Linked DNA regions of Mus musculus: region 1 is linked to region 2. A link is a contact called in public HiChIP or PLAC-seq data. All regions are on one chromosome and are shown on one strand. Each heading gives the region's core, a stretch centred on a gene start, on an enhancer-like site or on the middle of the called end of the contact. The rest is flanking DNA. Distances are from core to core; before and after follow the strand shown.

Evidence for each region. HiChIP or PLAC-seq counts read pairs in DNA pulled down with a chosen protein or histone mark.
Region 1: a FOXA1 HiChIP or PLAC-seq map of pancreatic cancer cells shows a contact between it and region 2. The contact joins two enhancer-like sites. A contact is called at or near these places in 2 of 115 datasets of contacts at active chromatin or transcription factors (embryonic basal ganglia and pancreatic cancer cells).

The regions. Positions count from the first base shown.
Region 1 is chr9:47,671,593-47,678,000 of GRCm38.p6, reverse strand. The region is part of intron 1 of Cadm1 (cell adhesion molecule 1); the gene reads right to left. Among named protein-coding and RNA genes, the nearest start is that of Gm10677, 140 kb to the left of the region's middle. Within about 2 kb of position 2,705, at least 22 of the 459 cell types and tissues checked have an H3K27ac peak or open chromatin away from gene starts, as enhancers often do. A contact at or near this core is called in pancreatic cancer cells, where this site is marked.
Region 2 is chr9:47,281,912-47,288,954 of GRCm38.p6, reverse strand. The region is part of intron 3 of Gm31816 (a long non-coding RNA gene); the gene reads left to right. Among named protein-coding and RNA genes, the nearest start is that of Gm39332, 42 kb to the right of the region's middle. Within about 2 kb of position 4,979, at least 13 of the 459 cell types and tissues checked have an H3K27ac peak or open chromatin away from gene starts, as enhancers often do. A contact at or near this core is called in pancreatic cancer cells, where this site is marked.

The sequences.
Region 1 (6,408 bases), core at 1,456-3,955, 390 kb before region 2:
AAGGGCTTCGCAGGTAGTCGGGGAATTACAGCCCAAGGAGATGAGAGCCTTCAACAGCAGAGCAAATGCTGTGAAAAAAAAGTTCCTGTGCCAAAAAACAAAAAACAAAAACAAAAAGCAAAACCTGTCCAAAAATTATGGAAGGATAATAACGAGAAGTTATCAACCATCCTGAAATTAAGGAAAACCAACTCAGGCTCCAGAGTATTCCTCTATATCAGTAGAAAAGGACCGTCAATAAATTATCTTAATTATAAGATGGTCGGTGTTCATTTTATTCATTGCGAATGCACTGTGCAGAATTTCCCTAAACATCAATGCACCTGCCTATGCCTGTTAAAAGTTCTGTCCAAGACCATTTTCCTGTTACTTGAACAAAACGTACCTTCGTATCTTAGAGAAGTTTAATTTGTTAGAATGACATTAATAAAAATTATCAAATTTCCAAACTCAGAATCTTCCCAATTTTCAAGTCAGAACACAAAGATAAGAAAATAATTAATCCAAAAGTCATCTCAAGAGAAATCTAGGAACAGGCAAACTACCTACAAATCAAAAACCTAAGCCAGTCCTAAATTCAGTCACACTTTTAATGCTTCCCTCCTCTGTATAACACACAGACATACACACAGACACACACGCACGCACACTGAGAGGCCGATCACTGGACTGTCTTCTTCCTTCACACATTTAGCTCCTTCTTACCTGAAACACTGTTTATATGACTCACACGAGACAAGGAACTACTGGGCTGGGGAGATGGCTCGGAGGTTAAGAGCACTGACTGCTCTTTCAGAGGTCCTGAGTTTAATTCCCAGCAACCACATGAAGGCTCACAACCATCTGTAATGGGATCCGATGCCCTCTTCTGGTGTGTCTGAAGAAGTGTACTCATACACATAAAATAAATAAATAATTCTGAATGAATGGAAGGAAGGAAGGAAGGAAGGAAGGAAGGAAGGAAGGAAGGAAGGAAGGAAGGAAGGAAGAGAGAAAGAGAGAGAGAGAAAGAAAGAAAGAAAGAAAGAAAGAAAGAAAGAAAGAAAGAAAGAAAGAAAGAAAGAAAGAAAGAAAGAAAGAGAGAAAGAAAGGGAGAAAGAAAGAAAGAAAGAAAGAAAGAAAGAAAGAAAGAAAGAAAGAAAGAAAGAAAGAAAGAAAGAAAGAAAGGGAGAAAGAAAGAAAGAAAGAAAGAAAGAAAGAAAGAAAGAAAGAAAGAAAGAAAGAAAGAAAGAAAGAAAGAAAGAAAGAAAGAAAGAAAGAAAGAAAGAAAGGAAGGAAGAAAGGAAGCAAGAAAGGAAGCAAGCAAGCAAACACGGCAGTGGTGGCACATGCCTTTAATCCCAGCACTTGGGACGCAGAGGCAGGGAGATTTCTGAGTTCGAGGCCAGCCTGGTCTACAGAATGAGTTCTAGAACAGCCAGGGCTACACAGAGAAACCCTGTCTCGAAAAAAAAACCAAAGACAAAAAAACAAAAGATAAGAAACTACTACCACATTTTGTAAAATAAGGAATGAGGGCAGTGCTGTGAGTCTGTTGTGCAAGGATGAGAACCCCAGTTCAGATCGCTGAGTGGGTATGAGCAATCTAAGACGGCAGGGGTGGCAGAGACAGAGGATCCCCCAGAAGAATCTGGCTAGTGAGACTAGCCAAACTGGTGAGCTCTGGGTTAGCAAAGACGTTGCCTCAGTCAATCAGGCATAGGGTGATGAAGAACAACCACTGTCCTCCTCTGGCCTCCATGCCTCCATACCCATATGCATGTGAATCCACACTCCTGTGAGCCCGTATATGGGAGAACATACATACACATCACACACACAGGGGTGTGATCAGGACAAGGCGGCCTGATCGAAGTACCTGAGATTTGGACAGAACTACCAAGCATTAGCAATTCTGGTCTACCTAATAGTCCCGCAAGCAAAGCCACAGGAGAGACCCAATTCCCAGCATTGGTTAGGTACCCTCCACAAATATTCCTCCTAGGCCGCCAGCACCTATCACACACAGCACACAGTGCAGACTTAAGTTTTTTGAATAAACAAATAGAGCAGTATCAATGGGTGATGAATCCAATAAAATAAATGAAATATTCTATTTCCCCTACAAACAAATTTTAAAAAGAAAGATGTGAAATATTCCAAGTTATTTTTCAAAAGGAACACTTATAGGAAAAACAGCAGTCTGTACGAAACCCAGTGTGACACCCATATAATCATACATAAAAAATAATGGGGAGCCAGGACTGTTAAATTTATAACTCGTATTTGTGATTTGAAGTCTGGGGTTCTATAACTATCCACAGACGAGATAAAGCAATGTTTTACAGCTTCTAAGGAAAAACACAATTGCCTGCTGAAAACCTCAAGTATTATTTTCAGAAATGTAAACATTCTTTCTCTTCCATCATTCTTGAAAGACAGCGTTGAAAGCAGAAGGAGTCTGGAGTACATTCCAACTGTGTTACACTGTTACAATGCAAATATTTCATAATCCCTGTTTGAAAGTTTAATATCGGCCTATTAAAATAAACCACTCATTTGGGGGACCCCAAACACCCTACAACTGCACAGACAACTGAAATGTGTGTTCTTTTCATCCCCCTCCTGGCACAGGAACATGAAAAGTGACAATGGGGAGGAGAAAGAATGTCCTTCAGGGCTTCCAGAAGGTTCTGCTAGATTTCTTGGCAGAAAGCCATGCTATGCAAGGCTCTAACCTAACCTGCTTCACATTCAGGTTCCAGTGTGCATAAGGGGAGCCATACAAGACAAGGCAACTTTGCACTAAAACTCCTGGGAATGGAAATAAAAGGACAGGGGTTTCCCTAAAGATGCTCAGCTCGCTCACATCTGTTCCCCCTTTCCTTAATTCCTCGGGTTGAAAGAGGGGTGCTGGCAACTGAGTCTTATATCCTTGTAGATTTTCCTGTCACAGCTTCATAAAAGTCCCTGTCACGCAGACCATAAAGAAATGCCAATGGGTCTGAGTGCAGAGGTTAATACCATGGACTTTCAGTCCGACGGGCTCGATGCCACGGCTCCCTCCACTGATTGGCTGGTGGTTCAGGGCATGGCATTTACTGCACTGCGCTTTGTTTTCCTTGTCTACCAAATGGAAGTAATAAAAATGTCTCTCAGAAATGTGATGATTCATAACATATTTTTAGTTTAATCTGTGGTCTGTGGTAAGTGCACAGCAGCTGTCTATACCTGTTCAACTATATGTCTGTCTCTCCATTCAACCTACTGCTGAATCCTCGGTAAGTACCTCTCACTGGCTGACCACTGAGAACAGAGGGGCCGGTCTTCTTGGAGTATCTAGTCTGGTACTGAGATAAAGAGTAACCAGTTGATTTTAACTACTCAATGCTATGCAAAATTATGTTCTTAAAAATATTTATGTGGGGCAAATGGTTATGTATTTTGCACCCACAGAGGCCAGAAAAGGGGTCAGATTCACTGGAGTAGGAGTTACAGATGGTTGTGAGCCACCAATTATGGGTATCGGGACCCAGACTCTGGCCCTGTACAGTAACAGCAAACACTGTTGAGCCATCTCTTTCCAGCCCCACAAGATTTCACTTTAGCAGCATTACTGGTGTATACATTCCAAGTGTGTACAATACTAAGATAGCAGGTTCTAATATCCATACAGAATCACAATCAAGATGCTAAAAATCAGTAGCACCTCAAGGCAGTCCAGGCTTTACCTGGAGCCCCTCTTCCCCACATACACCCCATCTCACCAGACACACCTGGCCTCCCTGGAAGTCAAATCGCCACTTGAGGGAATTTGACAGAAAGGAGCTGTATATAGCACAGCATCTTCCATCTGGTTCATTTTACTCTACTTAATAACGACCATCAATAATTTTTGAACACAAAGAACAGAAACAATCACCAGATCCATCTGACCGTATACCGGGTCCAGGCCTTTCCCTCAGACGCCATCTCTCCAGTCCAACTTATCCCTATGCATCCCAGGGGGGTGAATTGATAGGAAGTTAGCCATGGTTCCAAGAGTCAGCTTCACAAACACATCATGCTAAGCACCATTTCCGCATCAGTCACGGCCTCTGATCCCCACTGAGTGCTTCACACCAAGCACTGTGTTTACTGTCGGGACATAAAGATAGATGCTTTGTGCTGCCCATATCAAGCAAACAAACCAAGATGAGCAATCTTCAATCAATCATCAAAGCAGACTCTTTGGGATAATGCGCATGAGTGTGCTTTCCATCCTTCCCCTCTCCTCCCTCCCTCCCTTCAGATAAATGCATATGTGTGTATGCATATGTATGTGTACAGCACTCCTTAAATATACTACAAGCTGCGAGGCACATCTGTGTGGCTTGTCAGGAGATGGCAGAAGTGTCTGAGAAACTGTTCTGCAGATGTTGTAGGGCCTAGCTGCTGCGCCTATGGAGACAGAGATTTCCAGCTGAGTGACCAAGTAGACGGCTTCGAGGCATGAGCTTCTGGTAGACATGCGCTGCAGATGGCAGGGAGCGCTACTCCCTTTACTAGACTACTAGGCAATGTCAGGATATAAAAGTTGTATAAAAATACTTCTGGGGGGGGGGGGGGGCTGGAGAGATGGCTCACCAGTTAAGAGCAGGTAGTGCTCTTCCAGAGGACACAAAACTCATACAGGGTAGCTAGCCCTACCTCCCTGTGACTGTAGCTCCAGGGGCTCTAACAGCCTTGTCTGGCTTCTGAAAGAACCTGTATCCATGTATACACATGCGCCTACACCGTAAGCACACACATATATACATAATTAAAAACAAATCAACTTCTTTCATTTTCATGTTAAACTTCTTACGTTTCTAACTAATCCAATTACATTAAACACCAAGTATAACAGTTGGCACATAGTAGGGACTTCAATAAGAATAGAACAAGAGTTATAGACAATTAGCCCAAGACCAAGACTCGACATGATGGAATCGCACTGAAAGCTTCATTAGAAAAGGTCAAGGAAGTAGCTCAATGGCAGAGGTCTTGTGGTCTAGCCTGTGCAATGTACTGGATGTGGTCTAGCCTGTGCAATGTCCTGGATGTGGTCTAGCCCTACAAAAGAGGCAGGGAGGGGTAAGAATGTTCAAAACAAAACAAAACACAACGTTCACCACAGAAACAAATCCCTCCCTTAATTACACTATATCCTGCAGTTTCAAGCAGCCATTAACAAGCCACGAGTCCTAAGCATTAGTCCTAATCAGTGGAAACACAGCACTCATTGTGTTCACCATAGGACCACGACTTCTGAGAACATGAGTAAGATACAGGGATGTTAGCCCCATCTTTGCTGAATGGTCTAAGTTTATTGAGTTTAAATATGACAGAAGTCACAAAAAAAGCTCATGCCAAGCATTGCCTATGAAGGTTAAGTTTGAGCTTCATGGAAATAACAGAATGTCACAGCCCACAGGTCACAGCCCACAGGCTCCGCCCACTGTTCTTTACTTACCTCACAATAACCTGACATTTCAGCTTCTAAGTGTCCTTTGCTCAAATATATTTTTGAGAGCCTTGAATAACAGTCACAATGACGGTTGTATCCATTCACTGTACGCTTATTATCTGCCAGGCACTGCTGGGTCAAACTCTGCAGTCAGCGGGCCAGAAGCGTTAATCACATAGAAGAGAGTGTAAGTGAGCCTTTCTCTGGAAATAAAATAATACACCTGCTACTCTGACATTTGCTTAAGTCACATACTCAAAGCTGACATTGATATTACAGTTGTTATTAAAGAGTCTAAAAGGAGTCAACTCATCTAAGTGTAAGTACAGTACAAATGAACAATCTGAAAGCAACTCGGACTTTCTGCTGACTTTAAGGCTGCCCCAGAACCAGAATCGCACGAAAGCAGATTATGCTGCTGATGAGTCTCAAGATCTTGGGTGTTCAATGAAATGAAGCATTTGCCAAAACTTCAATATAACACTGCTAACGCCATTATGAACAGGAGTGAGAGCTCTGTACATGGACGGCATCCGATGGGTGATTCCAGTGAGGGAGAAAGCGACACACATACATCCCGGGTGGAGCAGGGATGAAATGCTGACACCCAAAAGGCATGCAGGTTAAGCAACTGCAACACATGAAAATCTTTCAAAGCTGGATACGTTTCCTGTTGACAGTTCCTTACATTCCATGACTAACTCCTCAAGGGCACAGGCATCCTCTGCAATCTCCGATCGTGCTGATCGCACAGAATGGGAACTGTACTCATTTGGGCCAGCTGTCAGCACAACCCCTAGACAGACCTCAGTCGCAGTCTCGAGGCAAAATCAAAGAATCAGCGAGGCAATTCACACACACTTTCAAAGAAGACTGACAACTGTGACCTTGAGCCTTTTAAAAAAGGTTGTCCTGCTCTAGAATCTTACAGGGATCCCGCA
Region 2 (7,043 bases), core at 3,730-6,229:
GCAGTGAAGGTCAAGAAGGTCAAATTGTAAACAGAGTGAAGTGAGATGAATCAGTCTGTGCTGACCTATGAGCCAGGAGGACAGCCCGCTGATGGAGGGAGGCCTACAAAAGGCTCACAGAAGTGCAGGGCTGCAGGGGATGGTGGCCAGGAAGCTTTGCCTATGTGCACAGCCAGACTGGGTCAGGAATGAGCAGGTGCTGTCGTGGAACGCCCAGTATGAGGTGAGCTGGCAGAGGAAGCCTTTCTCCTGCAGCACTAAGGCTCTGTGAGGTTAAGATTGAAGTCGTCTCCAGGAGCAAGCCTGCTTATTCTGTGGTCTGTGATCCCCAGAGAGGAAAGAAGCACATGTTTGCTCAGGTTGTCATTCTTGGGTTATGTTTGTGGTAAAATAGGTGAGAGACCTACAGAAAACTGTAAAGTCTCATTCGTAGCCATGCTACTGAAGGGAACCATCATAGGTAGTCCAGGAACTCCCACAGGCCATTTCTTCTATGTGTGTACATTCTAAAACAAGATTCATGTTTTGTTATGCTTACATGTGATAGCCTTGTTTCACCTAAGAATATAGTATGGGCCTACTTCTACCCTTCAATATAGCTTTACAGCATCTTTAAACAGGAGTCTTGTATTCTTCAGTTCTGTAGGTTCCTGTGTACATAGAAGTGATTCTCTCTATTACATATTTTGATCAGTTGCGAATTTGGACCATTAAAGTGGTCATTGTATCAGACATCTTTGTTTAACAATAATCTCTAAAAAAACCAGTTTTAATTATTTTCTTAATCTGTTTCTGTTCTCTATTTCTTTCCTTCTTTCTTTTTTCTTTCTTTCTTTTTGAGAAAAGTGTCTTGCTACATTACATGTCTTAGGGTTTCTATCACAGTAAAGAGACACCATGACCACGGCAACTCTTATAAAGGGAAACATTTAATTGGGGCTGGCTCACAGTTTCAGACGTTTAGTCCATTATCGTCATGATGAAAAGCATGGCAGTGTGCAGGTAGATGTGGGGCTAGAGGAGCTGAGAGTTCTACATCTTGATCCATAGGCGATCGTGCGCCATAGTGACCTTGAGCACAGGAGACATTGAAGCCCACCCCAGTGACACACTTTCTCAACAAGGCCACACCTTCTAATACTACTCCCTATGGGCCAAGCATTCACATACATAAGGCTATGAGGGCCATTTCTATTCAAACCACCACACTAAGTATTCTAGGCTATCTCAGAATTCACAGTTCTTCCTGTCTCAGCCTCTGAGTGCTGAGACTATATGAATGCATCACCCCCCCCCCCCTTTGTCATTTTAAGATACTTTTTTAGATACGAAGTCATTGTTCCATGGGTTCTTGCTACACACTGGTCAACTACCTCCCTTTCTTCTGCACTTTGTTTGCCCTGCTGCCAGAATGCTGGGCTAATGTACACCTCTGTTAATCAGTGACTTCACCGGTCCTACACTTTCGCCAATGCTGTGTTATATATTCTTTCAAGGGGAAAGACTGCCTTACCAGATTTAGGCTCAGCTCTCTGACAACATAAGCTTCAAACACTGAGGCTAATTTATTTGTGTATATTGAAAGAGCTTAGGAGATTCACCCATAGGGAGAGCCAGAGCCTGGACAAAGAAAGCCGAATTTGATCAGGCAGCCATAGATACCAGGCAGGGAGAGAGGGACCTATGTGGTAGAAGGTACTTCATCATTTTCCAAAACTCAGCAGAGCAAGCTGCCAGGCAAAGCCCCTCCTCCCAAAGCTCTTGCTTAGGAATGCTTCCTGGCTGATCAGGAAATGAGAGAACAAAGTGAGACCACACAAAAGCAGGCTTAGCGCAGTGGAAGGCCAGCCATGTGCAAAGTCCCTGACGCTAAGCAGAAATGAAAACCTTAATGGCGAGACACCCAAAGAAAATGTATTCCATATGCACCGGCTTGCTGGCAACGGAAGAATGCAAATGTAGTTGGGGATTATCCAGAAGGAACAGGCACATGCTATCAGACACTTGGGGCTGGCTTTCCACATCTTGGTGCTAGTTTTGGCTGATGGTACTTGAGGTATTGAGTATGACCTTGTGTGGAATTCAAAATGAGATGGGCTTACCCACACTATAGCCATTTAAAATAATGGTAAGAGCCACACTGCATTGGTCAAAGGTCTCTAGGGTGGAGTGTCTACTAACCATGCAATGAAATAATCACCGTGATGTCTATTCATCTCCTAGATAAAACAATGGATGTGTTATGAGATTTAATAAAGGACCTGCTTATTCAGAGTGGGAGATCTAGTTCTTACATCTGTCCTGTCTGGTCCAGGACCTGCATTTTCTCCACACCAATGTCTGGGTGAGGCCTGATGTCTCAATTTTTGGAGGCTGAGAAAGAGATGAAGAATACTTAAAACCCCAGGGCCTGAAAGACTAGGCTAGCAGCCCTGCTGAAGATGGCTACCCTGGCTGATAGACAGTGATAGACTTCTCACACTGTTCATTGTATGCTTCCATGGTCTCCGTGAAACAGCCATCATACAAGTAAGGGTGGCTGAGGGTGAAAAATGGCCACCAGGGCTCTCCGTATGCTCCTCCTTGTGGTTCGTGATCTTAATCATTTTGGATAGGACATTCCCAGAAATCATATTGTTGGTGGTGGGTGGATGGTGATGTGACCCTTATGTTCTCCCCCGTGGAGGCCAGATAATGAGGCCCTGGGAGGTAACTTCTCAAAGACACAATAGTGCAACTTCTATCAGAGTGTTCATTAGACTCCTGGTTATGGCTAGAACTGACCACCCACTCCCTCCCTTCCCTCCATCCCTCCCTCCCTCCCTCCCTCCCTCCCTTCCTTCCTTCTCCCCTTCTCTATCTCTCTGTCTTTCTCTGTCTCTGTCTGTCTGTCTCTGTCTGTCTGTCTCTGTCTGTCTGTCTCTGTCTGTCTGTCTGTCTGTCTGTCTGTTGGTCGGTCTCTTGCTTTCCTTCTGCATGTGTGTGCTTGTAAGCCTCAGGTGGGTGTTCCTTAGGACTCATCCACCCTGGTTTTTTGTTTGATTTTTGTTTTTGATCTCTCATTAAGATCTGGGGTTTACTGATTAGGCTAGACTGTCTGGGTAGCATCCCTTAAGTGTAGTCCAGCCTTCCAGTGCTAGGGCCACAGTTCATCCCTAGCTCTTTTAACTTCAAGGCTAGGGAATGAATTCAGGTCCCCATCCTAGCATAACAATACTGATGGAGCTATCTCCCTGTCCTGCTTTTTCTAATATTTCTGAGTATTTTGTTTGAATTCTCAGGTTAGCATACACTGTAATGGATTTCATTAAGCTCTCTTCCTACATGTGTGTCCATTTCTGGCCCCCTGAAGATGCTTGGTTTGCCTTTAAGGAGGTGATAGGGGTTTGGGGTAGGGGGAGAAGAAGGAACACAGAAGGGAAGAAATTTATCCAGAATCTCTGGGCGACCTAAAAAGTTGGCAGCACCCAGGCAAACCCTCACTTCCCCTCTTGTTAGAGTCTCTTCAAGTCCCTAACTTTCTCCCACCGAAACAGGCATTCTGCTGACCAAGGAGAATTATACTGCTGACTTGCTGTTTTGCTGGAAAAACACTGGACAGACAAGAATAGGATTTTTTTTTTCTATTTAAAAAACAAAACAAGACAAAAACCGGAGGCACAAAGCTTTTAACTTAAGTGCTGGGGATTGACTGCACTGAGCAAAATGGAGGACTGTTGTCTACCTAAGACACTCCAGCTTCTCTAGTCTGGGGACTAGAAAGTGATTCATCTCAATCTGTCCCCAGACTCTGAGGCTCCAAGGGCATGGCATGCAGGGAGGGTGATGATGTAGCTTTTATTGAGTCCATTTATATAGGAGGCGAGAGCGTGATTAAATGCTGGGTGACCATTCCACTTAGCTCTCTGGACATTGGAGTACCGTGCCCATTTTGCAGATGGGGACACTGGAACTTAATGAGGTGTGGCACATGTATGTGACCACATATTTCACAAGGGATGGTTAGAGCTGGGGTTCAATCCAGACCAGGGTCCATGTTCTCTACCTCTAGCATCCGTCATCCCACTTCTCATGGATCAAAGGCATATGCTTGCTATGATGTAACACTCAGGAAGTGGGGGCAGGTGGTTCAGGAACATTCAAGGTCATTCATCTTTTTCTATGTATTGAATTTGGGGTAGCTTACACTAACTCAATGAATAAAATAAAAAATTTAAAGGCTGAATGCTCCAGGGAGGAATATATATATATATATATATATGAATATATATGATAATATATACCCTTTCATTAAGAATTGCAAATAAATGCTGATGACAGGGCCTCTGGGAGTGTTTCCAAGTCAGCCTTGTATGATTACAAAGGATCAATAGGACCAAACCAAATGGCCTGTTTATTTTCTAGCCTGTCCCTGAATAGGAAGAAGCAGGCCAGAGAGATATCTGTGGGCAAAGGTACGGCATGGGATTGTCTGCCCCCTCTTCCTGCCACAGTCACTCTTTGTTCTTAAAAAAATAAACAGTCTCAAGTGAGGTTCCTCAGATTGGGGGACAGCACCCCACCCCACCCCCTATTAGCCTGTAAGTAGATTTGAGAGAAAAATCCTTGTTTGGCTGAAGGAGGAAGAACCATGACAACACAACTGGGCTCTAGAAATGTAAATATCCACCCAGTTAGATGGATGAGGATGATGGAGAGATGCCAGCGGAAGCCTGGATGTGAGAATCTGGCAGACAGAGATGGATGGGAAGACACAGAGAGTGGGAGAAGAGAAGAGAGAAAAAGCCACCGGCATGTGGGGGGGGGGGGGAGTTGGGGAGTGGCTGAGCCTGATGTGCCATTCAGGCAGAATGGGGGATCCTTTTGACTCTGTCACTGTGGATAAGGAGATCATTACCACCCGAGTGGCCCTGGATGCACAACACAGAAGGATGCTTGCAAGCATGCTCAAAAGCTGCCTGGCGTAGACATGACTCATGCCAGGCAGTGAGTTCTCTCATCACTTGGGAATTTGTTAGGAAAACACAGTCTTAGGTCCCCCCAAGACCCACTGAGTCAACAGCTCTGGTCCTAGGCCAATGTTTTGCTTCTACAAACCCTTAGACAGTTTGATTGCATGCCATGGTTTAAGAACAACCAAAACAGGACTGGGGAGAAGGAGGAGGTCAGATCAAGACTGTGGAGAATTCTAGAGTCTAGCTTATGGTGCTGAGGAGATAAAAAGACAAAGGACTCTGTTTTTGTTCTAATGTGAAGAGGACATAACATATAGAGGGTCTGGAGGTCTACCAGATGGTGTGAGGAGCTGCCTAAAATCCTGGATGGGACAAGGCAGGACATGCAGGAAACAAAAACAGTTTACCTGAGAGCCAGTGAGCAGCCCAAGAACTAAACATCTTGTTAAAGGGCTTATGAGTGATATTGATGACACTGGAGTGCTGGGCATGGCAGAGAGTGGGGATTCAATGGGCTTAGAGAGAAATCCCTTCTCCTGTTCATTCCCCTTCTCACTGAGTGTATTCAACTCTTCTCACTGAGTGAATTCAACCAAGGCTAACATGCCCACAGTGTCTTCTGTTGATTGTTGCTCTTTTCTCTTCCCTCACCTATGGAGGCTTGAGAGCCCCCCTCCCCCGACTTTCTTTCTCTCTCTCTGTCTCTGACTCTCTCTCTCTTCTGTCTCTCTGTCTCTGTCTCTCTGTCTCTGTCTCTGTCTCTCTCTCTCTCTCTCTCTCTCTCTCTCTCTCTCTCTCTCTCTCTCTCTCCTGGTTGTCAGGTTCTTAGGAGATAAGCTTGGGCACCACACAGAACATCCAGGCTTGGAGTGATATAACATAAACAGAGATCTACATTGCTACCCACAACAGTACACGGAATCTGCTGGAGATGAGGCGCTTTATTTACTACTGAGCCTGGGAAGAGATGGAGGGACTGACAGCCGAACTCTGGCACTTTGGCTGTCTTTCTTAAGAAGCGAATACATGCCCAGACAACCTAACACAGCAGACTCTGAACACCCCACTCTCAGCCATGCTCAGCAGCAGAGGGTCTGGGCTCTAGGTACTGCACACCTATCTCTTGTCGGTACAAACACCTTAAAAATCATCTTACTTCTGCAAATGTAAAAATAACCATTAAAGTGCTTATAGTTTTGAAAATGTTCAATTTGGGCCTTTTTAATGTAGATTCAAATCTGCTCTGGGGATCTGCTTGAAGAAAAAGCACTTTGTATAACTTTCCATTTGGCTTAGCACGCAGACCACCTGCAGGCCTCTTAGGGGACCCCACTTGGAGACCCACTGTGTTAGCAGCCAGCCTGGGTAGAAGGAAATAGCTGCTGTTCTTCTCAATGCTTCGGGAGGAACTGGCTAATGAATTGAAGGGGGATTAAAACACCCTACACCCAGTTGAAAGCAATCTCCATTAGTGTAGCACACGCAACACAACCATGAATTATTGTGTTGATTGGAGGAGACAAGCCATAAATTTCTCCTATTAAACTCTTTGACTCAGAATATCAGGCAGAGACTAATGACTTAAAAATAATACATGCAAATGCCATTGGCATACAGATGACCTGGGTTCTGGTCCCAGCAGAGGCAGTCAACTTATGACTTAGAGCAGATAATACATTTAGGAATTGGGGCAGAATGCATAGCCCCATGTAGATAACAGGAATATTTTTATGTTTTCTCAGAGAGCTGATACTCCAGAGAAGTTAGAGGGAGTGAAATAAAGGACATCAAGAAGCCCCCCTCCCCCCAGTAGAGAATATTAATGTTGTCTGCTCTGGGTTTGTCACCTTCCTGGAAGTTTTCTCTAGGCAAGCCCAGGGATGAAGGTAGTGAGCCTAGCCTGAAATCTCCCCATTGCCCCGTGCTTAAATACTTCCCCTTTGTCTTTCTGCATTGGCAGCTGAGAGTAATTGCCTCCTCTTAACCTGTTCTAACCAGATCCTTCCCAGCATCAAACTCTAGAGTGGCCTTCTTTCCAACTCAGCCTCCAGCCAACCCACTTCTCAATTCTTCAGTGTGGAGCCACGT